Linked DNA regions of Mus musculus: all the other regions are linked to region 5. The links are chromatin contacts, called in public HiCAR-type, HiChIP or PLAC-seq and promoter capture Hi-C maps. All regions are on one chromosome and are shown on one strand. Each heading gives the region's core, a stretch centred on a gene start, on an enhancer-like site or on the middle of the called end of the contact. The rest is flanking DNA. Distances are from core to core; before and after follow the strand shown.

What was found. Promoter capture Hi-C pulls out the DNA fragments that hold promoters and counts their contacts. HiCAR-type assays count read pairs that join an accessible place to other places. HiChIP or PLAC-seq counts read pairs in DNA pulled down with a chosen protein or histone mark.
Region 1: a promoter capture Hi-C map of pre-B cells shows a contact between it and region 5, with 7 times the contacts expected there. The contact joins the promoter of Rps12 here to the promoter of L3mbtl3 in region 5. A contact is called at or near these places in 2 of 39 promoter capture datasets (the C10 cell line and pre-B cells), 2 of 115 datasets of contacts at active chromatin or transcription factors (astrocytes and large pre-B cells) and 2 of 9 other capture datasets (adipose tissue and liver).
Region 2: a promoter capture Hi-C map of liver shows a contact between it and region 5, with 3 times the contacts expected there. The contact joins the promoter of Stx7 here to the promoter of L3mbtl3 in region 5. A contact is called at or near these places in 4 of 39 promoter capture datasets (hippocampal neurons, liver and pre-B cells) and 2 of 9 other capture datasets (adipose tissue and liver).
Region 3: a HiCAR-type map of astrocytes shows a contact between it and region 5, with 5 times the contacts expected there. The contact joins the promoter of Soga3 here to the promoter of L3mbtl3 in region 5. A contact is called at or near these places in 2 of 39 promoter capture datasets (cranial neural crest and hippocampal neurons) and 2 of 115 datasets of contacts at active chromatin or transcription factors (astrocytes and forebrain).
Region 4: a contact with region 5 is called in an H3K27ac HiChIP or PLAC-seq map of thymic regulatory T cells, with 11 times the contacts expected there. The contact joins the promoter of Echdc1 here to the promoter of L3mbtl3 in region 5. A contact is called at or near these places in 2 of 39 promoter capture datasets (cranial neural crest and pre-B cells) and 3 of 115 datasets of contacts at active chromatin or transcription factors (astrocytes, embryonic limb bud and thymic regulatory T cells).
Region 6: a contact with region 5 is called in a promoter capture Hi-C map of hippocampal neurons, with 2.8 times the contacts expected there. The contact joins the promoter of Themis here to the promoter of L3mbtl3 in region 5. A contact is called at or near these places in 3 of 39 promoter capture datasets (the 3T3-L1 cell line, 3T3-L1-derived adipocytes and hippocampal neurons) and 1 of 115 datasets of contacts at active chromatin or transcription factors (thymic regulatory T cells).

The regions. Positions count from the first base shown.
Region 1 is chr10:23,785,440-23,789,775 of GRCm38.p6, reverse strand. It overlaps Rps12 (ribosomal protein S12), which reads left to right and starts at 2,567. Exons shown (of 6, transcript NM_011295.6): 1 at 2,567-2,620; 2 at 2,732-2,782; 3 at 2,896-3,012; 4 at 3,772-3,874; 5 at 4,099-4,200. The coding sequence starts at 2,769. LOC115487513 (a small nucleolar RNA gene) reads left to right here and starts at 3,233; the gene lies at 3,233-3,306. It overlaps Snora33 (small nucleolar RNA, H/ACA box 33), which reads left to right and starts at 4,325; the gene lies at 4,325-4,336. It overlaps Snord100 (small nucleolar RNA, C/D box 100), which reads left to right and starts at 3,955; the gene lies at 3,955-4,022.
Region 2 is chr10:24,147,991-24,152,465 of GRCm38.p6, reverse strand. Stx7 (syntaxin 7) reads right to left here and starts at 3,177. Exons shown (of 10, transcript NM_001358563.1): 1 at 3,058-3,177.
Region 3 is chr10:29,142,241-29,146,996 of GRCm38.p6, reverse strand. Soga3 (SOGA family member 3) reads right to left here and starts at 3,001. Exons shown (of 7, transcript NM_026138.2): 1 at 2,562-3,001; 2 at 1-433. The coding sequence starts at 338.
Region 4 is chr10:29,310,698-29,315,664 of GRCm38.p6, reverse strand. Echdc1 (enoyl Coenzyme A hydratase domain containing 1) reads right to left here and starts at 2,165. Exons shown (of 6, transcript NM_025855.4): 1 at 1,932-2,165. The coding sequence starts at 1,998. Gm46218 (a long non-coding RNA gene) reads left to right here and starts at 2,248. Exons shown (of 2, transcript XR_001779751.2): 1 at 2,248-2,428.
Region 5 is chr10:26,370,954-26,375,552 of GRCm38.p6, reverse strand. L3mbtl3 (L3MBTL3 histone methyl-lysine binding protein) reads left to right here and starts at 1,481. Exons shown (of 22, transcript NM_001359254.1): 1 at 1,481-1,852.
Region 6 is chr10:28,667,009-28,671,463 of GRCm38.p6, reverse strand. It overlaps Themis (thymocyte selection associated), which reads right to left and starts at 3,104. Exons shown (of 6, transcript NM_178666.6): 1 at 2,714-3,104. The coding sequence starts at 2,804.

The DNA of each region.
Region 1 (4,336 bases), core at 1,318-3,817, 2.6 Mb after region 5:
GTCCCCCATACCCACCCCCCCAATCCCCTACCCACCCACTCCCCCTTTTTGGCCCTGGCGTTCCCCTGTACTGGGGCATATAAAGTTTGCAAGTCCAATGGGCCTCTCTTTGCAGTGATGGCCGACTAGGCCATCTTTTGATACATATGCAGCTAAAGACAAGAGCTCCTAGGTACTGGTTAGTTCATATTGTTGTTCCACCTATAGGGTTGCAGTTCCCTTTAGCTCCTTGGGTAATTTCTCTAGCTCCTCCATTGGGGGCCGTGTGACCCATCCAATAGCTGACTGTGATCATCCACTTCTATGTTTGCTAGGCCCCGGCATAGTCTCACAAGAGAGAGCTATATCTGGGTCCTTTCAGCAAAATCTTGCTAGTGTATGCAATGGTGTCAGCATTTGGAAGCTGATTATGGGATGGATCCCTGCATATGGCAATCAACCATTTATCTTTTTAAGATCAGTGGTAACTGGCTTTGATTTCTGCTTCGAAGTGGATGTGGCTGGCTATGTGAAGCAGATCCCTGGAGTTAGGCCCTTATTGTGTTCCTGGTCTCCATCTTGGGGATGGCTCAGGTACAGCTATCTGCCAGGAAGGGCCACGCCCCACTGGTTTGTATGTACACTTTCTAGCTCATATTTGTATATATTATGTGACTGCTAGAATGTACTGGGTAAGAGCCACTAACCACTATATGAATTTTCCGCCACCTTTGCCAAGACCTAAAATTGAGAGGCTACTCTTAAAGAGTGTGTGAAATAAGAGAATCTTTATCTAAAACAAAAATCCTCATCACATGGAAAATAACTTCCCTTTGGGTATTAAAATTATTACACAATCAAGATTTAAGGGGGGAGGGGCTCCAGTTGTTAAAAGGGGGTGCTTACTGCTGACAGAAAGGCATTCATTAGGGTGGACTATTAGGACAGAGAGCTGACATCAAAGGTGTGGAGAGTCTGAGCTGGTTGCTACTGTGTTGGAAGCAGCACTAAAACTTAGGCACCAAGCTGAAAGGACTCAGCTGTTTCTTCTTAGTATTTAAATGCAGTAGTTATTTTCCAATTTTACCATCTAGTCTCTTCTGTGAGACTTTTCTTCCGGGAAGAGAACTCTAATATGCTTAACACTTAAATGTTTTCCTTTTTTTGCTTTAGACATTGTCTTCCTGGTAGCCTGGAACTCACAGCTATCCACCTGCCTCTGCTTCTCAGGTGCTGGGATGAAAGTCTTGCAACTTATGTATGGTTTGACACATTAACTTTTAATAGCCTTATACTAAGGAAACTACTTAAACTCTACTTAACCACATTCTTTTCCGACTGTGTAATGTTTCAAAATCACTTCCAAAACAGCCAAAAGGCACGTGTGCCTTCCTGCTCTCTCTTCCTGTCTGAATATTCTTCCTGCACTTACCTGGCTGGAACTCTAGTTAAAACCTCTTTTAAATGCTGCCATAAACTCCAAATCCCCTGCGTTCCCACATCATCTCCACTCCCCAGCACCGTGGCATTCTGGTATGTTACTCTTTGGCTAAAATACTAGCTTTATCTTTTAAAATGCAGACTTTTAAGTGTCCGCCGTCTCTCATCTTTAAAACAGCACCATAGACACTGGCAGAAATACGCCCACAGAAACTAACCACCTATTAAATACTTTTTTGAATTGCAGGGGTAAGGAAGCAAGCATGAGGCTTTAGGGGTGAAACCCAAACGTTTATTGGAAAAGCTAAAACTTCCATCAACTTTCTTATATCCTCATGAAATTCATGAGCCCGACAATGATCACTGTATCCACCAGGTTGGCCATCAGAAGCTCTGGTTGGCTTCGGGGATATCTTCTGAGAGAGATGTCTTGTGTATTTGCTTTGGAAGTAGAAGAGCGAGTGATTCCTTCGAAATTAAAATGCATTTGTCGGCGTAGGCGGGAACTGGCTTTAAGATTCTGGAGTTCCACTCCTGGTAGCCGAATCCTCGGTGGAATTTAGTGACAGATCCACAGTGAGAGTTTAACATGTACCTCAGGGATCCAGTGTCTGCGAAGCTGCGACTCGGGAAAAAAACTAGGGTCATTACCTAAATGTTCATTCAGAACCGGTTGCATTCAGACCGGGATCTGACCTGGCCGCAAGGTCTGCTTAAACACGTTGCAAAGCAGTGGGGTTTGTGATCATACACAAATCACAGCCACTCAGAGAGGCTAAAAACCAAAGGACCAAAATGTGGACACACTCAGCCTAATCGGCCAGTATTGGCAACAGGAAACTTCACGATAAGACGTGGAAAAACTGCTTAAAACAAAGTAATTCAGCAGCGAAGAAAACGGCAGTAGTTTGGCTCCTCTCGTGTTCCGTAGGAGCGGATCGTGGGACCTCTGTGGTCCACGCCCCCTGGGCAAAGGCTGCCCGCTGCGATGCCTGCTAGAAATCCAGCCGCGTTCTTACCACGGACGCTCCTAAAGGCGGAAGTGGAAACTCCTAAGGCACGGCACCACCGGAGCCACCTCTTTAGTGGGAGGAGTTGCACATGCGCACAGAAGTCGAGCGGAGCGCTTAAATACCGTCATGCGGCCACCGCCGGCCTTTTCCCCTGCCGCCGCCGACTTGCGCGGAGGCGGAAGCTCGGGGTGAGTGTGATCCCAGCTCGTGCGCCGGCGATAGCGTGTCTACTGCGCCTTGGCTTCAAAAGTGAAGTACTTGGGTCTTAACGGGCGATTTACTGATGTTTTGTCTTTCAGTGCGTTCAAGATTCGGCGTCACCCGTGATTCACCGCCATGGCCGAGGAAGGGTGAGCGAGTGGGGCGTGGGCCTCCCGCGGGCGGCGCTGGTCTGGGCTTTTCTCCATGCTAGTTCCCCATCCCTAGCCTGCCGAGGGTCCTAACGTCTCTGTCTGCATTCCAGCATAGCTGCTGGAGGTGTAATGGACGTCAACACTGCTCTACAAGAGGTGCTGAAGACCGCCCTCATCCACGATGGCCTAGCACGTGGCATACGCGAAGCTGCCAAAGCCTTAGACAAGTACGTGTCTCAGTCTCAATACTGTGGGGTGTTGCAGCCGGAACAAAGACTGCAGCAGCCAAGGGAAGAGAGCGTGAAGTTCATGCTGTTAGCACAAAAGTTCTGAATGTCATCCGGCCAGCAGGAAACCTAGGAAAAGGTATCAACTCTAGCCCACTTAGGATGTGTGGGTTGCTGTGTGGATCGGGGATGACGAGCAGTAGTTTTGTAAAGCTACAGTGTTTGCATGATGACTTGAATTGTCGGATACCCCTTCACCCCGTTCATGGGTGAGAAACAGCTAGTCTGACAAACCTGTAGCTCGTGGGGATAGATAGTCCGGTAGTTTTGCTAGAAGATGGAAAAGGGGGGGGCATCATTATTTAGTTTGCAAATACTTAAACGACAATATTGTGGTGTCGGGGAAATCTAGCTATATCCGGGAGACTTGAGAACATGCATGGTTTATTAGGCTTATGCACGTGTATTCTACTGTTTGAGGTAAAGTCAGGTGATTTTGGATGCTGTTGTGAATATTTACAGTGCTTCCTGCACAGGACTGCTTTGGATCAGCTTTCAAGTTGGAAATACCCTGAAAGTGGTCATAGTTTCCTTTGGCCATAAATAGGTTTCCTATTATAATGTGTGGTATTGGTATCTAAGTTTGTACAGGGAAAGTGAATGGCTAGTCTGCAGTTTGGTACAGTAAATCCTGTGTGGTCAGGTTTACTAGCACAGTGAAGACCCTTGAAGGTTTCACCTTTGAGTTTTGCATTTTAGGCGCCAAGCCCATCTGTGTGTGCTCGCATCCAACTGTGATGAGCCCATGTATGTCAAGCTGGTGGAGGCACTTTGTGCTGAGCACCAAATCAACCTGATAAAGGTAAGCCTTAGTGATAATGGTGTTGAGCCACAGGCACCAGCACTAACTTGCATGGTAGTTTTGATGATTTTCACGTGGGCTGTACATGATGAAAACAGTCTCCCTCTTCTGAATCTCGCTGAGGAAACTGCACGTCACCCTCCTGAAACAGCCACCCTGGGAATGTTGAGGGTCAGCTTTTACTAGTTTCAATCCTTGTTAGTAATTGCTTTTGTCTTTGATAGGTTGATGACAACAAGAAACTAGGGGAATGGGTAGGCCTCTGTAAAATCGATCGAGAGGGCAAACCACGGAAGGTGGTTGGTTGCAGTTGCGTAGTGGTTAAGGTAAGTCTTGCTTTTCTCTTTAAAATGTTGATGGCCCTTTAGTGGAAACAAGTTTTAAAGACAAGATTTAAACCTTCTGTAAAGATAAGCCATCATTTGAAAGCCAGCCAATTAATCTGCTTATCTCAATGTTTCT
Region 2 (4,475 bases), core at 1,928-4,427, 2.2 Mb after region 5:
CAGGAGGCATAACTGCTACTGTAGTTTTTCACAAAGAAATGGAGGCATTGCTGAGATGAACAGAGGATTTAAACTCTGAAAGTAAATCTGGAAGCTCACATTGTCACAAACACTAGACTAAACCCCATTGCTTCTGTAGAACAACTTAGCACAGGTGGACCTGGGCAACTACACAACCAAACTTGCTACCTTGCTGCAGGCCCAGGGGTAATTTCTTCACATCAAGGAAACAAGCCTGGATGGAGGTAACACTTCTGAGTGGCACTCTCCCTTTCTGTCCTGTTAGGCTATGATGACGTTTAAAAGATAAGAGTTGGCTCTTCAGATAAAACACAGAACAACCAGGACAGTGGTTACCTTTGTTGGAAAGAAATAAACACTTATGTTTATAGACAGTTATTGACAAATGGCTCTGAAGTCTGTTTTTACATGTGAGCTAATTAACTCTATGCTTATAAAATGTTTGTACTCTATAACCATCTGCATTGCCTAGCTTGAGCTGCAATACTCAAAGCATTTGTGTCCTAGTGTCTTTGCTCAAAATAATTACATCACTCCTCATGTGCACCTGCACTGCCTGCACACAACTATCAAAATGAACTAAGGTAGAAGAAGGCCACCTCGGCCACCTTTCAAGTGCTAAGAAACTGTATGTGGCCAGTGGCCAGCAGCTGGGACAGCTCACATATTCCCTTCATCCCCCACAGAAAGTACTACTGGGCAGGGTTCAACTCAACAGCTCAGTAATTATCTTTTTATGAAGATAAACACTAAGGTGAAAGAGGAGACGGGAGAGTCAAACAGTAACACCTATAGTGAGCGCTGTCTCAAGACTGTGTGGAAAGGGCAATTTAAAAATGAACAAAGGGGATTTTGATACAGAGTCTTGAATGTAAAACACTACCCTGTAGTTACTAATGGACATACTGTAGAATCTTGAAGACTTCCTCTGAGCAGACACTGGCTTAAAATTTAGCCTGCTCAAATCAAATGGTCAGTTTCACTTTCTTAATCATGAAGCCCAGCATAAAATATGAGTTTCCTCCTTTGTTCCCCAGGTTTTAATTTTTGTGTGTGTGTGTGTGTGTGTGTGTGTGTGTGTGTGTGTGTGTGGTGTGTATGATGTGTGTGTATGGTGTGTGAGTGTGTGTGGTATGTGTGTGCAGTGTATTGCGTGTGTGGTGTATATGTGTGTGTGGGGTGTGGTGTGTACGTGTGGAGTGTGTGTATGGTGTGTGTGTGTGCTGTGTGTATGTGTGTGTTTGTGTGTGTGTGTATGTGTGGTGTGTGGGGGAGTGTAAATCTTGGACTTAGTCTATTCTCTAAGTACTTGGCTACAAAGTAGATCCTGAATAAATGTTGTAAGTCTGAATGAACAAGTGTACCGATTTCCTATGAACACATGCCCAGCCTAAGAGTAAATATAAACATTTCTAAAATACTGTTTCAGGCTTATTGCTACCTGGGCTTTTCTCAGTGTCCCTTTCTATCTGTAGATGGCCCTTTCCATGATACACACCCAGCCCCTTTGAGGACTAGCTCTTTGTCTCAGTAAGGTGTTATCACACACTAAAGATGCCAGGTCTGAAATGAGAAGTCTCTATCAATGTAACTTCTACTTCAAGCGATGCATCATACTTAGAAGATGGGAGCATTCACACTCTTTGTTTTCAATTCCTAAAACAAACAGGAGAGGAATCATAGGAGACAATCAATCATGAGGGTGCTCAATCTTCCATATGAGTATTCGGTCCACAAGTGCATCTTTGCCCAGCTCCTTCATCAATCCAAACGCTACACTGTTTGGTTTCAGCTTAATTAACCAAGATTTTTTTTCCTCCACAGTTTCACACATTAATATTTCAAGTTACACTGAACCAGAGAAAAATCCACACAGACTTAACTGTGGGAGTTTTATCTAGCAGTACTAGTAGACATAGAGGTAATATTTCCCTGCAGTACTGGGGACTGAACCAGGGCCTTGTGCACACACCATTTAGTGGCATATAGCTCAACATAATTATTCATAATTTTCCACCAGCAGCGTATGGATGAACTTGGGATAATAATCAGAATTAGAAACGACTGTTAATCAGGAGCAGCATAAGAAGTGAGCTAGCTGAAGGAAAAGAACCCAGAGGTCAGTGAGTTAATACTGTGTTCTATTAACTTCCCCAGACACTGGGAAACTACAGCCTCGTTCTTAACTAGTCACAAGCCTGGGGGCCAACTTCGAAAGCAGCTTGCAAAGCCGAAGACCCATCGGCACCACAAGGCACAATTTAACAGTGTTATCAATCTCTGTTCACTGCGGCTCAGAGTACACCTAAAAGAAATGCCTACCTCCAACAGGACCAAACCAGTGTTTCACAGTTAATTCCTTTTATTTTCCTGATTGTGGAAAACTTGTAAATAATAATTCCTGACAAAATACGAGATCTGACGCAATCAAAAATTGATATATGCATATAAAATGCAAGCAAAATTTTAACAGCTATAAGGAAAAATTAGCATTTGACTGTAAAGCTTCCTTCCTCTTCCCACCCTCGTCCAAGCTTTTTTTTTTTTTTTGGTCTGAATTTAACCTAGAAAACACATATGCGAATTCTCGAAATACCTTGTTACCTTGTTATGTGTCTTGCATAAATCAATTGAAACGAGCACAAGGTAGGTCAAAGAAAGTTAGCTTGTGTGAGTAAGGCCAACAGCCAAGCAAAGGCCCTGGGCCGCGGAACGAACCTGTGGCCAGATGACCAGGGCCCATCGCGTTTCCCTTTCTGTTCTTCGGAGGAGAAGTTGACAGAGAATGGGAACACGGTCGTAGCCTGCCAGGATCTGGCGGTAGTATCCGGTCCCCAAGGCTCCATTGCCGCGCGCCCCGGTGCTCGCACGTCGCGTCCCGGAGTCCGGAGCGGGGCGTGGGAGCCCGAGAGGGAGGCGCCGGCCCTGCGCCCTGGGGAGCCCCGCTCTGCGCACCCCAAAGCAACCACTAGCGAGCTGCAGTTCTGAGGTGTCCCTCCCGCCCCCCTCTCCCCCGCCTCTGCAGTCTCCTCTTACCCTGACCTCGCCGGCTTCCTCGGCCACCTCCAGCCGCTGTCACCCGGGGGCCCACTGCCTGGCGCAGCCGGTCTCAGCTGATGGGCGGCGGCACAAGCACGCCCACTGCGCATGCTCGGGGCACAGCCCCAGGAAGGAGGAGGCGGGGCTTGCGTCTCTCCCATTGGCCAGTGACAGCTGAAGCTTGGAGGGACTGGCAAAATTGCTGGGGAGCCAAGCTCTGATGGGTGACAAAGTGATGTCTATGGGCAACAGAAGAGGAAGCAATACAATAGAGAAGAGCTGGGTTCTTTATTCGGAGGCGCCAGACTCCCTGGACTGAGGGAGCACTCTCAGCTTTTAAAGGTTCTGTTTCCTAACCCTCAGCTCTGTGGTAGACTTGACAACTCCATTTTTAAAATGTCACTGCAAAAATGTCAAGGCAATCCTAGCTAAAGCCCCGGAAGGATAAATGAAAGATAATCTCCTAATGCCCACTTGATAAAGATGTTTTCCTGGCTCATAGTTGGTATCGCATCCTTGAAATACAGGATGTGGTTTTCCCAGGCTTTAAGAGCACACACTGTTCCAACAATAACTCTTCAAGCATGTGACCTCTCGGATGAGAAACATCAGTTGTTCATGTGAAAGAAATACTTTGCCAAATTAATTAGAATAGATTGCCTTGGATTTGCCTATAATTAAGATGGTGTTATTTCTGGAAAGAGCATGAAAACACATGATACCAAAAGTTCGATAGACTTCAAGTGGAGGTAGGGGGAATCCATACTATTGTGAATCAGAACCACAGAGCAAACTGTATGTTGGTTGGTTTTACACCTGCAAGCATACGTAGATGACTTAGGTCAGACTCAAACACAGCGTCTTCTCAGTAGGATCCACCCAGTGGATCAAAGAACATGTACTCATTTAAAGTCATGTGATTCAGCTCGGGCCATGGTGAACTGTTGAGGTTTGCTGTTTTGTCCAGCACTGGAAATTGAACCAAGGTCCTTGGACATGAGAGGCCTTCACTCTGTCCTCTATCTCCAGTGGTTTTTGTTGTTGTTGTTGTTGTTTTTGAAACAAAGTCTACACAGGTTACCCAGATATTAACCTTGAACTCACTCTGTAATCCAGGTAGACCTTGAACTTGCAACCTGCCTCATCGTTCAGAGTACAGACCTGTATCATTGTCCCGGGTTGTTTGTGGTTTTGTTTTGAGGAATGAGGGATCAAACCCAAGGCCTCACATTTCAGGTAGTTGATCTACCCCTGAGTTCTACCTATCATCTCCACTGTGAACTTTTAGAAGTATTAGTCCATCATAGTGACATTGTATGTTTTCCAAGATACAGAGGAAATTCAAGTTTTTCTTTGAAATCTCTCCCTTTTTCAAAATTGTTTTATTTTTAAAAATCATTCTTTGACAAGGCAAT
Region 3 (4,756 bases), core at 1,752-4,251, 2.8 Mb before region 5:
GCCCCTTTGGGTATGGAGGGCACCGCCTTCTCCGCCCCGCCTCCGAGTCCTCTGGAGCCGGTCCCAGAGGTGCTCCGACCGGTTATCTTGTTACCCTGCTGTTGCTGCTGCTGCAGCTGCTGCTGCCGAACAGAATTGAGCTTAGGGCCGACCCCAAGCGGGGACCGCGTGGCCCCGGCGGTCTGACGAAGAGAATTGTCCCTAGGCCTAGCGGGTGATTGAGCTCGCTGCTGCTTTCTGCTGCAGCCCTCCGGGTGCATGCGAGCCTCCGTGGCTGCGGCGGCCGCAGAAGCTGAGGTTGCGGCTGGGGCAGCGCCCCCGGACGGTGGCTGACTCATGGCAGTCTAGAAAGAACCTACTGGATGCCACTTGGAAGCGTCCATCTCTAGATCATCCTCTTCTCTCCTTTCTGTCACCAACCTTCCTGTGTAAGCTGGGATGGAAATAGAAGAAAAATATACAGTATGTTTACACTGTTGTAGAGCCAAAGGTCAATGTGCTGTACAAGGGAAGCTAGAGAGAATTATCAGACTCGGAAACCAAAGGTTTGATGGAAGCTTTGAGTAGGTGAAAGATTCAGGGCTGTAAGTCCTCACTTTGCCCAAAGTGGCGCTGTCTCCATCTTACTCCACCTCAGTCAAAAGGATCTGAAGGCAGCTAAAACTTGCACTCCCTAGGTAACCTGTACCTGGGATGGGTGAGGCACAGGTTCAGAAAGAAATGAAAGGTGAAGGAAATGGGGGCAGGGGAGATGAAAAGTGGAAAAGGATAGAAAGGTAAAGGAAGTGTTTAGATATTATAGTTGTTAAACAGCTTCCTCCTCTGACTCCAAATCTGTATTTTAAACCTAGTTTAGTGTGTGTGTGTGTGTGTGGGGGGGGTATTAAATTAGTATTCCTAATTGTCAGTTAAAGAAATAAGGCTATAATGTAAGATCCTAGAGAAGATTTTCCCTGGATAAATGACACTTTTCCCACTCATCCCCAGCCCTTAATGTTGTCTTCAGAGAATTTTAGCCAACTTTCTTTAGAATGGAACACACACACACACACACACACACACACACTGTAAAGAATGAATATGAATCAACCCCAAGCTCAAGAAAAAGCTGCTATTAAGAATTAGTTATAAGATTCAGTCATTGACAACCCAAAAGAGATTATTTTAGCAGCTTAAAAATACTTGTTGAAAAATTTGATGAACAGCTTTATCTACAGGCTGCGAAGTTTTTAATGGCGAATTTGTCCTCGCTTCTTCCTGTTCTGCACTTAAGGTGGACTGAGTTGCAAGTACAACATAGAAAACAGTTTTATTCTGAACCATCTCCTTAGATAGTATATAATAGACTGAGTAGAAGTTTTAAAATGCCCACTAGAGAAATAGCAGAGTGGTTAATTACATTGGCTGCTCTTTCAGAGGACACAGGGTCTGCTCCAAGCACTCAGGTGACATCTCTAAGCTCTCTGTAACTTCAGTTTCAGGGAACCTGATACACTCTTCTGTCATCCCTGGGCACCAGACCCATATGTGGTACACAAATATGCATGCAGGCAAAACACCCATATGCATAAAATAAAACCTAAATTTAAAAATGTTAAAATGCTCAGACATTCCTATGGAGCCAAATTCTGAAACAGAACCATGGAACACTATTTAACCAAAAGGCTGTTTGTCTTCCTTTAGGGCGGTAAGATACATTGTGTTAGCTTTCCAGTATAAACATACCATTTTAATCCAGAGGACAGAAAAGACCTGTGGATTTTCCTTGCTAGTGGTTCAGACAGCTAGTTCATTTGGCCCCTTTCCAAGAACCTCATTTACCTTTACTGGTAAAGCAGAGGAAGGTCACACACACACACACACACACACACACACACACACACACGCACACACACGCACGCGCGCACACACACACACACACACACACACACAGAGAGAGAGAGAGAGAGAGAGGGAGAGAGAGAGAGAGAGAGGGAGGGAGAGAGAGAGAGAGAGAGGGAGAGAGAGAGAGAGCTTTTAGGAGACATGGTTTCCCATTATTACTCTTATTGTCTGTTGTAAGTATCTCAATTGAGGATGTAATCATTTGTCCTTTCATAACGGAAAGGCACCCAAAACTCCTCCACCTTCCTTTCTCCCTCTGTAATCTCTTTTCAACTCCCTTTGTAATACAAAAATAAACAATGATTACTTCAGAAGGAAAACCAAAGTTACCCTCTGCTAAAAAGTCTGGCCTACTTTACCGTGGGTCAGACTAAAGTGGGCCACCCAGCTTAATTGTACTGACAATGCAATGTTATATTTAACCAAGTAGAACCACGCGGGAACTCAGAAAGTCACCAGCTGAAGCCTCACCCGCCCAGACTATAACCTCAACGAAAGCTTGGGTTTCATTAATTAGTTCCACAATCTAAGGAACCTAGTGTCTGTCACTTGTTCCCTGACAAAGTAATAAGGTAATGTATCTCACAGTTTCTCCAGTGGCAATATCCATCCAAGCAATGATAGTAAGGACCAAATCAACCCTTTTCATCTCAAATCCTATCTGTCCCAGGACCCACCCCGTTTCTCTTCGTGTCTTTAGAAATCCAGAAGATCTCACTTCTCTGCAGTGGCTTTTGCTTCCAGGAAGCCGGAGACCTCCGACTTTATTTTTCTACCTTTCAGAGAAAGTTCAACTTCCCAGCTTCCGTAGTGTTATAGGCGAATTTCTTCTGGGCGCGCTTGCTTGCACGGGATCCACACCCACTCTGTTTCTCCGAACAAAGGCGACAACCACAAAGACTTAGAGCTCTGGGAGTTGACTCCTAGCCGGCGGTGCTTGGCTGGCTGGGCTGCAAATGCAGCAGGCAATACCCGGGGTGCCAAGCAGTGCCAGACTCTTCCCCAGGAAGTGCAGCGGTATTCATGAGCTGACCTCACCGGACTGGGCTGGAAAGAGGGCGGGATTGAAGGGAAGACAGGAGAGAAGTAACCGGAGTGGTTGCTTAAAGAAGAAAGAGAAGGATGGGGAACCAGGGTAGCGGGTGGGAGGCAGAAAGACAAAAAGGCAAGAGCCACGCCCGAGATGCAGAATTATTCAGCCTGGCTCATCAAATTCCTCTCTCCATTTCCATTTCCTGTATTTGGCAGAAGACTCCAAGACCGCTTAAAATCGGATGCCTTGGCTTCCTGCAAAGCTTTGTCTCAGGTCCGATCAATCTCCATCAATTATTTACTTGAGCTCTTTTCCTTGGGAAGCCGGTTGGAGCATCCTGCACCCTCAGCCTGACCCAGCGGAGTCTCTAGACGCAGCTCTTAGAGGCGCTGGCGCGCGCTTCCGGTACTTCTCTTTGTTCACTCACTTTAATGCTCAGTCAGTCTCTCCATGCGCGGCTCCTTCCCCACCCCCAGCTCGGGCGGAGTCCTGGGATGGCTTTTCCGCGAATAGACAATGCTCGTCAGACCCGCTGTCCCACAGACAAAGGGTTCTTGAGGAGATAAGGAGAAATGACTAATTTAGGGCAAACTGAATAAATATGTGCTTCCAGGGATGTTTTAAGTGCATCTCAGTAGCACTGGGCACCATATTTTCCCCTCTCCTCGCTAAAGGCCAATTTCTTCAGTGAAAACAAACTGGTAATTTCTGAGATCCATTTTTTTTTTTACTGTTGTGCACGTGAGTAATAGTAGTCAGAACAAATGTATCAATAAAGAATCGTCTGATCTGACAATGAATTAAGAAAAATGCGTTTCCAGTTTACATTTATCCATATTGATTCACAGTAATAATACTCCTAATGTTTGAGGGGAATTTTGTTCTTTTTCCTTCCAATTTTATTTCAGGAGAGTAGGCTCGAGTGACTTACTTTAACCCATAGAAATCCCCTTGTAAGTTTGCAGGTCAGAATATATAAACCTGTTTTTAAAGGAAAAATTTGAGACATTAAACTTCTCTTACTTTATTGTGGTGATTTTGTAAGGACAAAGACTTAGATATTCTTCAACAGTTTCTAGCCTAGCGTTAATTTTAGAGCGAGACTTCATTTTAAACTAAATCCTGTCTTAAAAGTGAAATGGCTATTTGGAGTAAATTGCACAGAAGTAGCGAAATGAGAGCATATTTAAGCCCAGGTAATGTATACCCCCAGTGACATCGCTTATGTTATCACAAGGAAATAATTTAGGCTGTCAAACTGTTGCTATGGAGTGGTTTGTGGCCAGCACTGTCCAAGGTGCTGGGGATACAAAGAAAGTAGAGAAATCATCTCTGTGCTGAGAAGGCTCAAACATACTGGCAACAGTTGAGGTAACGGAGATATTGTTCTTATTCTTGAATACGTGGAAAGCCAGAATAGTGAATCCTGTGATATCTATGATAGGACTTGCATCGTTGATTAGAATAACAAAATGAAGTCACAATGTCACAAGCTATTTTGAGTTTGTGTTCAACAGTTCCTCATTATGTACCACAATGTAAGTTGCAGTACTCTGTGTGTGTGTGTGTGTGTGTATGTATGTGTGTGCGCACACGCACACTTCTTTCCTTTTGATGCAGGTCTTTGTATGTAGCAAGGGGTAACCTGGAGCCCAGGATGGATGATCTCAAATGCATCTGCGTCCTGAATACAAGAATTGAAGTTGTGGAGCACCACACACAACTATCTAAATTGCAATATTTTTAAAAAGAATATTAAGATTCATATATCCCACTCAATGAAAATTAATAAAATGCATAAAATATCTCTTAGGCCAATCTTTATAAATAAAGCATTCT
Region 4 (4,967 bases), core at 916-3,415, 2.9 Mb before region 5:
ATATGTATCTATGGTAAGGGGGTCTACCTATTTTACCTAGATATATTGTCTAGCATCCATCATTGAGTATGATTAGTATAAATGGTATCGGATCATGACCCTTCACCCTTAAACCACTGAACACTTATTTATGTAATGCATTGCTTTGCATCATTAGAAATAGACACTTTTCCAAGAAAGGCTTCTATTATGACATGTGCCCATTTTTCTATTAATTTCCCATTTTTTCTCTTCTTCCTTTGTTCTGTATCTCTCTTTCAACACTGAACCTTCTTTTCTGCTCTTCTTTCAGATTCCTTTCTGTACCAGTGTAATTCAAAGAACAGCTCAAGCCTGCTATTGGAAATCCAACTGTAACAATGTGCTAATAGTTTGTTGTGCATACTTTCATCTCAATTTTAAATACACAAACTCAATGGTTAAAATCATTTACTACTGATCCAGAGAACCTGAGTTTGGTTTCCAGCTAGTAACTCCAGCTCTAGGAGACCCAGATTTCTTCTGACCTCCCATTCTTGTGCATATAACCTGCCCACCGCACCCCTATATACATAATTAAAAATAACTTTTTAAAAGATACATGATGGCTAGGGTGTTAAGAGGATAAGAATGTTAGATATTGGTGAATTAGTGTAGTATCTGAAAATATAAGTAGAGTTTAAGATTTCAATGTTGTCTTAGAGCAGACACACATAAACAGATTATATTTGCTATATTCCTGGGAACACAAGGTAATGAAAATGGCTGAGTTACAATGTTAGAAACATTTCTTCAGGACAAAAATCCTAAATTTTGTCATGTGGTAGGACAGCAAAGCAGCTGTTCTATCAGGAAACAGACCATTCCAGGTGAACATGCTCACTGCCAAGCCACTGCAAAGCACCTCTGGCCATCTGGGACCAAAGGTTTCCCTCTCCAATTCTACATGCTAGTTCTTCCATTAAAAGTCCTTAAATTATACTAGAAAACTAACATAATTCCATATTTAAAACAATTAGCATAAGTAAACAAAGAAAAATCATAAGGTACTTTTGAATGAAATATATAACCTGTTTCTCAAGTTTTCACATTACACACCACCTACACCTCTCCCCACACAAACCAAAGAAAAGAACTTTTATTTCCTCAAATATTGATTTTTGTCATCCCAAATCTTAGCACATATACTGTTACAGGGTTGTTTTTTGTTTTTTTTTTTTTTCCTGACAGTAATTTCAAGTTATCTTCTCTAAGTTCCCAGACTACATAAAATCCATCTCCACTACCAACAGCTGTGGTCACATCAAACACTATCATTAACTTCTAGTTCTGACAAGTCGTCCTAGTAAATTTAGTTTCCAAGAAGGCATCCGAAGTGTTGAGAACAGTCCCTGGCAAACGGGGATTTCCAAGATTTTTCTTAAAACACATGGCTAGTTCACCATCTAGCTGGTTTCTTCTAATTCACTTTGTTGCACATCCTCTTTGCGCCTCAGCTAGCTGTCAACTAATTGGTTTTCAAGTCAAAAAGACAAACAAAACAAGCCTGTCTTGTTGCCATCTTCCTCTTCCCTCCCCAAGATTTCACTTTTTTTTTTTTTTTTTTAACCTGTCAGGCTCCTATGAGGGAGCTATTTCTTCAAACTAACTCTTTGATCAGTCTTGGTCACATCTCTAGCACGGAGAACAAGAAACAATAACAAGTTAGAGAATCCGATGTGGAAGTTAGGAAATTAAGAAATGCTAACGTGTGGTGATGTCCTTAGTGAGGTGTTCATAACTCCTTGAGATTTGATAAAAGTGGAGACAGAATAGGATAACTTTAATTGCTCCCATCAAAGTTGGGTTGCTCTTCTTGTTGAAAAAGTTGGCTTCACGAAACAAAGATGTAGGAAAAGTTTGAAATAAGCAAGATCATTTAGCTCACAGGTAGAGATCCCACGGAACATTACCTCGGTTCTCACAAGGGATTCCAAAATATTCAGAAATCGGCTTAGAATTGACCTCACACCTTCTCATCCTTTGAAACTGCCAATTTAGCGGATTTTCCCACGTTCTCTGCAACGCCTCAGGATTTCCCAGAGACCTGCAGGAACTCACGAGCCCACCTGCGCGGCGGCGCCTGCGCTGCGGTGCAGAGCCAGCAGAGGGCAGTGCGCCTGCGCGGTGAGCGTGTGCGCAGCCGCGCGCCCCCTCGCTCTGCATTGGCCCGCAAAGGCGCGCCACCCAATCACGCCACAGCGCGCTGGCCAGGGTGCGGGGGGCGAGGGGGCGAGGGGGAGGGGACATCTCCGCGGCCTGTCACTTGGCCGCAGCCTTACCGCCGGCCCGCAGCCCCTGGCTCTGACTTGCGCTTCCGTGTCCTGAGACCCTCTTCCCGCACCCCACCTTCCGCTGCGCGCGAGCCTCTTCCGGCTTCCACACCGCTCCGGGCCTGTTTCCGCTCCTGGTATGCTCCCCGGGATCCTTTGGCCAGAGCTCCTGAGTTAGCTGAAGGAACTCTGGCGACCCGGAAGTCCCGCCCCTCCCCATCAGACTCTTCATGTCTGGAACTTTCACCTCAACTGCTGTAAGCTAGAGCAGGGAGCTCAGGTTTTTTTCCGTGGTTGACATCTCCTTGGTTTAGGGTTCAGACAAGGGAAAGGAGGCCACCCAAATACTTCGTACCCCAATTGGCTGCAAATGAAAAAAGGGAACGATAAGACAAGAAGGCGAGAGAAAGTTAAAGAGCGCTGAGCCTTCTTGGATTTAAGAGCTGCTGGGGGCAGTATTTTATCGTTTGTCAAAAAATACTTAGCAGGTTTTGTGACACGACTATGTCATGTGCTCTTTAAAGACTCGAAGCAAAATGTTTTTGTTTTTAAAAACGGAAGGAAAGGGGAGAAAAGAAAGATGGGTGTCCAGAGGGGGTCAGTTTTGTCAGCTCTGTACCTTGCTTTGGATGGCACTCTGGTGTTCATAGACTTCTGCAGTTATCATACATAATGATCAAAGAAATAAAAACATGTTTTCTGGTGGGATGGATATAATGTGGCAAAGCAGTAGGGCAGAAATGGTGACCAGTTTATAATACAAAGGTGTGTTTAATAAGGAAGAATTAATAAGCCTAGGTTAGCTGAACTGGTAGGAAGAAATCGTTACTAGAAGTGTTTAATTCTAGTATTTTTCAAAAGGCAGAGAGTTTATTCTAAAGCCAAATATAAGTGAGGTTTGGGTTATCCCCAGTTCTTTGTTCCAATATGAAGGTGTTAGGGTAACAGACCAACAAAAATTATTTTCCAAATACACTGATGGGAATGTGAAAGCATGGGGTGAAAGGAACAAGGAGATTTTAAGTCTCAGATCTTAGGTCTCAGAATCTGTAGCTCTCAAATTATAGTTGACCGCATCCTTAGCAGTTCTACTGGTGGAAGCTATTAGTTTGTCTGTTCCAAAAGACTTACCCAGGGACCATTAAATTGTTAGGTCACAGAGAGGTGGTAGCAAATGACTATTAAGCTAATGATGGTCCAAGATAAATTATCATGTGACCCTGGACCTGTCACATTCCAGCCTCTACACAAACACTGAAGGCTTTAATCAGGCAACTGGCCTTGCAGACTCGTCAGTGTTCCCTGTGGTTGTTTCCAGAGACTTTTGTCCCAGTTCTCCCTGTTGAACTTCCTCAGTCGAGAAGCCACACACTAATTTTTATTTGTTGCTAGGAAGGCTTATTTCTAAAATCTGATGTAAATGGGTTGAGTAATAACCAGGAAATCAGGCTTTAGGAGAAAGGAGTATCTAGTAAAGCCACTAAGGCAAAACTCCAGGATCCTATTGCCAGAATATACCGGACATTATGATTTAGATCTTTTCAGTTTTTCTTTTGGCCAGCCTGATTTTCTTTCTTATGTAGTAAGCAGTATACACTGTTAGAGTGTTAAACAGAAAAACCTCTTGACAATAGTGACTTGACAGAAGTCATTTGCCACTTTTCTCCTTGATTGGATGTGTTTATTGTGTCCTGGGCAGCTGTCCAGTATTGGAAGCCTTTGTTCTTCTTGTGTAACTGTTTGCTACTCTCTTTACTAAGTCGACTCCTATGTAATCTAGATATTATACTACCCTGTCCTTTGTCAATTTTCCAAGTATTTCATGAGTTGCCACTTCTCAAACAATTTACCAGCAAGTTGAAATGGAATGGGTAAAATGGAGAAAAAGTTAAAAAGAATTTAAAAGCATCTTAGGAATTTGGGATAGAGAAAAAAAACTGAACACTTGGTGAACTGAAGTAGCCAAATCATTGTTTATATTTCATATACAGTCCCCTCTGTATGCATATATATGATTTAATCATTGTATTAATCAGAGTTCTTTGGAGTCATAGAATTTATGGAATATACACACATATATGGAACATATATATATATATGAATATACGTATATGGAACACACACATATATATGGAACACACATACATACATGGAACATATATGTATATATAAAGGGAATTTATTGGAATGACTTACAGGCTGCAGTCCAACTAACCCAACAATGGCCAGGTGTGAATAGAAAATCCAAGATTCTAATAGCTTCTCAGTCCCACGAGGCTGTGTGTCTCAGCTGGTCTTTTGTATATGTTGGAGTCCCAAAGAAGAAAGCTTCAGTGCCACTGAAGAAATAGATATACTAGCAAGGCAAAGGCAAGCAGGCAAAGACAGTTTCCTTCTTCTGTGTCCTTATATAGGCTTCTAGCAGGAGGTGTGACCCAGTTTAAGGTGTTCTGCTTCAAGATCTGGATCAAAAGGTTGTGCCTTTCTACCTTAAAGGATGGACTCACTTCAAACCAAGCAGACTATTTCTCACACATGTGCCTTCCTTTTTTAGATTGTAGTTTATTCCAGATTTAGTCAAGGTAACAACCAAGTATAACTATCACAGGATTTTCTTGAGTAAATTGGAATAAACTTTTAGACTAACCCACATAAAATGAATTTTTAAGTGCTTTG
Region 5 (4,599 bases), core at 232-2,731:
GAGACTTGTATTTTTTCCTCCTTTGCGCGCACACGGGGAAGGGTGTGGGGGGCCGTGCGGAAGGGAGCGGGCCAAGGCGGCCGCGTTCGGCCGTCGCCCGCGCGCAGGCAGCGGGATGCGTGTGGGCCCCCTCCCCCCGCCCGGAGCTTGTCACTTTGGTCGCTTTTTTGACACCGGGTGCTGGGTGGCGGCGCTGGGGGGGGGGGGGGGAGCGCGGCACCGCGGGGCTGCGAGTCCGGGGCGGCGGTGGGGGGGAAACGCGGCGGAGCCGCAGCCTCCCCGGGGGCGCCGAGCGCGGTCGGCCTGAGCCTAAGGGGGGGAGGGGGCGGCTTCGGGAGGGGACCGCGGGCACGATCGGTGCGGCGGCGGGAGGACGCGAGCCCCGGCGCGCCGCCCCTGCGGCCCCCTCCGCCCGTGTGGCCTTTGTGCCGAGCGCGCACCGGGTGAGCGAGCGGGCGGGCGGGCGAGCGAGCGGGCGGGCGGGCGAGCGCGACAAGTCCAAGTACGGGAGACCGAGGCAGTGGGAAAAGAGGCCGGGCCACTTTGCTCGCCAGCCAGCTCGGCTGCGGAGAACCGACTGGTTGAATGTGGCAGAGGCGCGTCTCGCTGGCGCGGCCGTGTGTGTGTGTGTGTGTGTGTGTGTGTGTGTGTGTGTATGTGTGTGAGTGTGTATGTGTGTGTGTGTGTATGTGTGTGTGAGTGTGTGTCTCTGTGGCTGTGTGTGTCTGTGTATGTGTCGGTGAGTGTGTGTCGGTGTGAGTGTGAGCGCGCGCCGAGAGGCCTCCCTCCGCGACTCGCACCGCGCACACGCACCCGCACCCGCACGCACACCCGAGCCGCGGCGGGGCCGGCGGCCGAGAGTTTGCGTGTGTGCTCTCCCCGCTCGCCACCTCCCCGCTCCCCGCCGCCGACTGTGGGAGAATTTCCTAGAGATCGCCTCCAATTTCCGCCATTTTGGGAAAGTTGCACGGAAAAAAAAAAAGAAGAAGAAGAAGAAGAAAGAAATAAAGCCTCCGCTGGATTTTTTTTTTTTTTTTCCTCCTGCTGGAAGCAGGAAAGTGCTTTTAGGGAACGCGGCGGCGCGGGCTCGACACTGCCGTCCCCGCGGGGTGGAGGACGCGGGGCCGGGCCGGGCACCCGCACCGTCGCGGCGATCTTCTCCGCGCAGCGCCGCCGGTGCGGGCGCGGGCGTGCGAGCGAGGCGAGGCGAGGCGGTGGCGGGCTGCGGCGGGGGCCGTGGAGCCTGCAACTTGTTTACCGCCGCCCCGGGTGGCCGAGGCCGGCGGCCGGGGTCCGCCTCGCCACCCGTGCGTGCGCCGATCTGCGCTCATGGGCTACTGTCTGGTCCACGCTCGCGTCCTGGGCCCGGCGGGGCCGGCCTCGCGCAGCGGCGGCGGGGCGGGGGAAGTAGAGGCCGGCGGGGGTGGGGATCGGGAAGCGCAGGAGCGGAGGCATCCGCCGCGCGCCCCGCCAGCCAGCCAGCCGCCGGCCGGAGGAGGAGGCAAACTTGAGAGCGGCGGGGCCAGGGGCGCACTGGCGGAGGGAAAACTTTAATCGCCTTCTTGGGAGAATAGAAAAAGGGAAAAAGAGAAAAGGAAAAAAAAATCCAAAAGGCAAAAAAGTGCATGTGTGTGGGGGTTTCTAGGACCCGAACCTCACGATCGGATCTGATCCGATCACGGCCCACCGCGGGGCCGTGAGAGAAAGTTGACCAGCGTGGCGGCTTTCTTCGCGTCCGGCCGTGGTGTCTGTCTGTCCGTCCGCGCTCCGACCAAACGGGTGGGAGATCCAGCCGCACTGCCGGGTCGCGTGGGTCAGGGCTCTTGCCCCACCCTTCCACGGGGACACGAAGGTAAACTCGCTTTGGTTTTTCCTTCTCTGTCCTCCTGCAGCCACCGCCCAGCTTCCTTTTCCTCTCCTTTCCCCGCTGATTTATTTTTCTTCTTTTTTTTGTTTTTTTAGGGGGGGGGGACCCGAAAAACGGAGTCTCTTTCCTTATGCAACTTTCTCGGGCGCAGTTTGCTGGGCCCATCCCCCCCGCCTTCTGCATCCCTTGGCCCGCTCCTTTGCCACCTTGGGGCTACCGCCAAAAGCATGCATTTAAGATCATCCAAAGTGCCCAGGAACAAAAATAGATGTTAAAGAATTGTTCTAAGTTAAGGGAAACTGAGACGAGAAATAAGAAACCGGTTTGAGTGTGTGTGTGTGTGGGGGGGGGGGGGAGGTGCGTCGCCTGGGATGAGTGAGTTGAATTTTCATTTCAATTTTCGTAGGTGGTTGGTTATGATGCCTTTATTGGTGTGGGGAGCCCGGGAAGCTCTGTACTGGCTACCTCGGTTGCGTGGATTTTTGCGCAAGTTTTTAGAAAAACACTGACTCGAGTAGAGAGCCGGAAAGTTTCAAGTGCAGCAAAATAGTGAGCCTGCAAAACTGGCCAAGGGGGGACCTCTAGTGGTTAAACGCATCTTAAGTTCGAGAGACAAGACCAAAGTTTGGCCTTTACTTGTAGCTACATGCAGTCCGTTTAGACGTGGAAGTAATTAGAAGACCTGAGTTGCAGCCAGATGTGAGAAAGGATGCTAGTCCGAAATAGAAGTTTTGTAAATCAGAGAACAATGACGTCTAAGCTTGCGGACCCTGTGATTTCCATCCTTTCTTGCATACAGTAAGAAAACCAAAGCTTTTTATTCTGAGATTTGAGATTGACACTCCCTAGATAAGAAAGTTTGTCTTCTGTTTACCATCATCTGTACCTCCGTTTTTTTTTTTTTTTATTTCCCCTCTTACGACTCATAGCAGGTAGCTTAATTCGGAATGTTAAGGAAAAGTCAAAATGAAACCTGTGCTTAGCACTTTGCAAAAAACTGAAAAAAAAACAAACCTGAAATTAGCTTTTATATGAACTGATCATTTTGTATGTGTCTCTGATGCATATAATCTCAGGCTAACAAATTATTCAACAATTTACGTATAAACTTACATAATATATACTCATAAAATACATAGTATCTTCTCGTAACGGTGTAATTTTGATTCACTGAGTAAAAACATTTATTTCAGTATACTTTGTATAATTTACGATTTAAACCACTTTATATATGCATGGGTTACATAACTATTTCCCAGTGTGTATTCTGTATTTAAAAAAAAAACATTGAATTTTAAGGATAAAAACAGGAGGGATTAAGGTTGTATAGAATCATTCTTGTAATTACCACCTGTCCGTCACAGTGAAAGAGACAGGGTCCATCCATCTATGTAGCTCAGGCTGGAGTTGAATTTGTATTTCCCTCCTGGTGCTTGGGTAACAGTCTTATTTACAATGGGAATTTTTATTATGTGGTTTAGAGTACGGGAATGATGTGAGTGATTAAAATTAATTTCACCTTACATGTACCTAGTTAATTTGAATACACAGTGCAGTGTGGTGTGATGGGTGTTGAGTTTGAATTGTATATTATGGATGCGAGGGCTTTATGAGAGTGCTTTGAGGGTGTTTGTTTGTTTGTTTGTTTGTTTTCCTTTTCCTCCAATATAATCAATGCTAGATCCTTAAAAGAAGTCTTGGGGGTACACAGCAGTTCTGAAGGTCACCAGACAGATGTCTTTCACTGGACACTTGGTTTCCAGTGCAGCTGGAAATTAAAGAGAGTGTGTGACAGGGTTAGTAGAAAGGAAAACAACAACAAAACTTAAGTTTGTGGGAACTGCTTTGAATGTTTGAACAAGTAGACAGTAGGCGTGCTTGAAAAGGTGAAAGAAGCATTGGGCAAAAAGGAGTGTCCCGTAGCGTATGTGTGCCTTTGGTATGGTTGCATGGGAGGCCAGAGACCAGCTTGAGTTGTTACAGTTACAAGCTTTCCTGCTCTGCTCCCAGTCATCCTTTTTTCCCCCCTCCCTCTCTCCAAACCTGGCTCACTGATTGGCTAGACTGGCTGGCCAGTGAGCTGCAGGCCCTCCCTCCAGTGCTCAGGTTACAGAGGAGAGCGCTCCGGGATTTAGGGATTTAGGGAAGTGCTGGGGAATCTGAACTCGGGTCTTTGTGCTTTCTTGGCTGTCTCTTTATTGACTTTGCCTTCTCCCAGTTCCTTGTTACTAGATTTTGGGGGAGGAGACGGGTAATGAAGGGTTTCTCTGTGTAGTCCTGGTTGTCCTAAAACTCTCCCTGTAGGCCAAGTTGGCCTCCAACTCACAGAGATGCACCCACCTCTGCCTCAGGCATTCTGGGATTAAAGGTGTGTGCCACTACCACTCAACCATTACTGTATTCTTTTTTTTGTTTTTGGTTTTGTGTGTGTGTGTGTGTGTGTGTGTGTGTGTAGCCATGGCTGTCCTGGAACCCACTTTGTAGACCAGGCTGGCCTCAAACTCAGCAATCCGCCTGCCTCTGCCTCCCGAGTGCTGGGATTAAAGGCATGCACCACCACGCCCGGCTCATTACTGAATTCTTACTGGCGGTTCAGTTCCTTTTTTTTTTTTTTTTTCTACTGAAAACAATTGATTGATCGATTGAAAAAGTGGGGAATCCAGAACAAAGCAGTAGTGAATCAATTAATACCTTCTATAGGTGGATATACAATGGTAGGGAAGAGACAGGAG
Region 6 (4,455 bases), core at 1,855-4,354, 2.3 Mb before region 5:
ATATGCCTGGGCTACAGAGTGAATCCAAAGCCATCCTATGGAGCTAAGTGAGACCCTGTATCAAAATGAAAAGTGATAAGAGTGTTGGGAACTATTACTTAATGGTAGAGCACCTGCCTAGCATGCACAAAGGCCTTAGTTTCAATCCCCAGTACTAGGATTGGAAAGAAGAAAAAAAAAGAAAAACTATACACTAGAAATAAATAAATTGTATAGAATAGTACAGATGACCTTTACACTACATGTATGCCAACTGAAAGAGTACATCCTATAATTTTCCGTTTATGTAAAGCTTATGAGGGAGCAGAAGTCAAGGAGTATTGGTTATGTTGGGGAAGGGAGTAGATAACAATTAAAAAGTGTGTAAGATGAATCGTCTAGAACACTTACAGTTTTCTATTTCTTGAATGATGGTTACATGGATATACTTAAGGTGTGGAAATTCATTTTAATTAAGTGGTAGCATAGTAGTAAAGTCATAAAGAATAAAGACAATGATATGAATAGGTTTCAATAATAAAAATGAGATTAACATTTCTTCAAGTTAATATATGAAATCAATACTATCCAATAAAGTTCTTCATTAGATTTCTTAAAGAATCAATTGATATTTTTCTACATGTACTTTAAAAAAACCTGTAAAAAACTAAGTTAACTTTGAAACATGGAATAAAAATACATGGAATGAGAAGTACATTGAACATATATTAACGCTAATTTCATAGCTGCCCATTTATACAATGTATACGATTGGCCAAAATTAATTTTAAAAATCAACTAACAAAACAAAAGAGGCATTTCAAAGACAAATGTTGCATCTGATTTGGAAGCAACAAAATGATACTGGAAAATCAGCTAAAGATGCACAGAAATGTAAAGTCGGGTCCCCGTACACCATGGCATAGCATTGCATCCTGAAAATAAACTGAATGTAAAATATGAAACTGTAAAACTGTTGTCAAAACTCTTCCTAAATGTTTCGAAAGATGTCTTCCATAAAGCCCTAAAAGCATAAACCATAAGACAAGAAGCAACTGATAGCTGTCTTAAAAGCATAAGTCCCTACATGGTCTGAGGAAGACAGGATAGAAGACGACCTGATCCCAAACAATTCACAAAAACTTACATAAAACCTCATAATAATCTGAGAGCAAGTACTGTCAACCCATTACCTCTTATGGGTGTGTAAATATATAGGTAGCATGTGTCAACCTGTTTTGTTTTGGTAAGGTAAGACTGAATAAATATTCTTTAATTTGTGATAGGGTTACATCTCGAAAGCCCACTGGGAACTGAAAACATCCAAACTCTCAAATATATACAATACATCTAACACCGCACAATCACAGCTCAACCTACTCTACCCTAATTGTGTGCAGACCATGTACTAGTCACAGTGAGTGAAATCATTTGACAAGATGCCTATTTTATGTTACCAAGTGTTTAATATTCCATATGACTTATTGACTATTGTACTTCAAATGGAAAAAAGAACTGAACGATTTGTGCAATTCCACTACAGTGAAAAGTCCAAAAATTGGAAATCTAACCATGGGACAGACTGTGAGTGGGAAAGCTCACATGCCAACCATTCTCCCTAGTAATTTGACTAGACCCAGTTTTTTTTTGATTGGCTTTAATTTTCCCCTTTTTGTAAGCAAAAATTGATATCCAACTAGGAAATATTTTGAGAACCTTATATGTAACCAAACTTAAAAGGTTTGTTTTGTTTTGTTTTGTTTTGTTTTGTTTTGTTTTGTTTTGTTTTGTTTAGAGACAGGGCTTCTTTCTGTAGCACTGGCTGTCCTGGAATTTGCTCTGTTGACCAGGCTAGCTTGAACTCATAGAAATCCACCTGCCTCTGCCTCCTGAGTGCTGGGATCAAAGAGCTGTACCACCACCATCCAGGCCAAACTAACTTTAAAATGTTAGTATCGTTCATATTAGGGGATTTTACACACTACAGTAAGTTACACCAAAATTCACCAGCTTAGTATTCAACAATCCTCATTAAAATTTACCTTTTCAACACAAATCTTAAAAGATACTCTACAGTCAATAGGCACTAATTTCTTTACCTTTAAATAAAAGTTCCCACCATTTAAGGAGTTTGTAGAGCAGGAAGAGAGGATTACAAGTACAAGGCAAGCTTAGAAGTCCGAACTTGGCAGCATTCATTGTAAGACTGTGCCCTTGATAGGTGCAATCATTTTGGGTGAAACAAAACACAAAACAAGCTTGATAGTGTTTGGGTTTTTGTTTTGATGTTGCTGTTTTTAATAGTTTAAAAACAATAGTCAGCAACATTAAACTTTTTTACCTGATGGCAATTAATTTCAAAGAGTAGGGCAGAGACAGAACATCCTTTGTGCAGACTTGTCGAATGCTTACCAAGAAAAAAAATGGCAAATGGCAATTCACAAAGTTCCACTCCACCTTTCTTAAAGCCTTAGTTTCTTCTTTCTTCACCAGCTGGGATGTGTGTGTGTGTGTGTGTGTGTGTGTGTGTGTGTGTGTGTGTGTGTCTGTGTTCAACTTTCCTTCAGACAACTTGCACTTTGTTTGCTGGGTGTGTATATGTTTGAACTAAGTATCGAATCACTGAACTATACACACAGCCTTCCACGTATTTCTTACTAAAACCTCTCCCACAAATTTCCAAGAGACTTTATAAGAACATTCTATCAAATTAAAGAATTAGAAAAATACTTACCTTCAAAGTAGATGCCTGACTGGATTTCTAGGACCCTGGGGAGGGTCCTCAGGTCAAGGGAGTAGACAAATTCTTCCAGAGATAAAGCCATTGTTGTGTCTTCGGTGGTATATAGACCTGATCTTTTACAAGACCTTGTGGTTTCTAGATGTCAATTGTCTACCGTTCTGTCTTTGCTCATAATTGCCCACACAGGCAGAATGTGAAATGGGAGCCAATCGGGGTAGGACAGCCCTAAGGTGGGGAGGTACTTGTCTGCAGTAGCTGGTCTTCAGTTTCTACCTGGTGCAGGGAGGTCACAGGAAAGCCAAGCCCAGGGCAAACAGCTCAAGCAGCGGAAGAACTTGAGAATAGGCAGGAGACAGTGGGTAAAGCTCTTTTTGTTCTCCCTGCGGCTGCATTTCCTTCTGACACTGAAGTAGAAACACATGGGGGTGGGGTGTGTTTGTCTGAACTGACACTACCCAAAGTAATGAGGTTGGCAAGTTGCTGGTTCTTGTGCATCCACAGCAGTGGCAAAATTGTGATGAAACAGAGTGGCCTGTGGCATGAACACTGGACATGGCCAGAATGCAGGCACAGTGTCTTACCTTAAATATGGCACTATATCAGTTTGTTGCCTCTCTGCATCTGGGTTCTAGCTTTGCATACTCATTGTGCTTTTACATTAAACTTGGTTACAAAAGAAGCTGTTGTCAGCTGTTTTTAGAAATCTGATACTCTGAGGACACATAGAAACCACCTTTTATCTTTACACATTAAAATTTTTGCTGAAGTTTAAAGGGAGGGAGGAGGTGTTACATGAAAAGTGACTCAGGAATTAATAGAGTAAATTGATGGGAACTTTCTGGTCTCTGCACTGAGAAGGAAAGTATTTAAAGCAAAAGTAAATTAATTAATAAAATAAAATAAAAATAAAGCAACAAAACCAAAGAAAGAAAGAAAGAGAGAGAGAGAGAGAGAGAGAGAGAGAGAGAAAGAAAGAAAGAAAGAAAGAAAGAAAGGAAGGAAGGAAGGAAGGAAGAAAGGAAGGAAGGAAGAAAGGAAGAAAGGAAAAAAGGAAGAGAAAGAACTACTTATAAGACATATATTTAAATGTTTGCTTCCTCTTTGAAGCTCTCCTTTTAAATGTAGATTTAAAAACATAAATAAATAAACTGCACAAGCCCCGAAGTCTATAAATTTGCTCTTATGATCTAAACATAAGTTGAAAAATGCTCAAAGCCATAAATAAATAAATAAATAAATAAATAAATAAATAACAGAAACCTTGTGAAACTAATTTTTATACATCAAAACCAATCTTTCTGTTTATTTTGATTTTTGTTTCTTTTAAACAAAATTTTCCTTAGGATATCAGGCTGGGCTCAAACACATGCCAGTCCTCCTTGCCTCTGTCTTAGGATTACAGGCATGTGTCACCACCTCTGCCTTACATCGGAGTTTTGTTGTGGTGGTGCTAGGGTTTTGTTTGTTTGTTTGTTTGGTTGGTTGGTTGGTTTTAAATTTTTATGCTTCCTATTCTTTGTACTTAATTCAAACATCATCTTAGAGGTTATACTTGCAATTTAAAGTGAGACTGTCTATGTTTTGTAGATAAATAAAGGAAGATTGGTTGAAGTTGATAAAGATGAACTATGATGAAAAGTTGTTCATTCTCAGGCTGGATTCTGGACAAATTGCTTGATCATGATAGAGCATCTACCAAATGCTAAATGCTTAAAGCTCTTCAGAGTCATGTT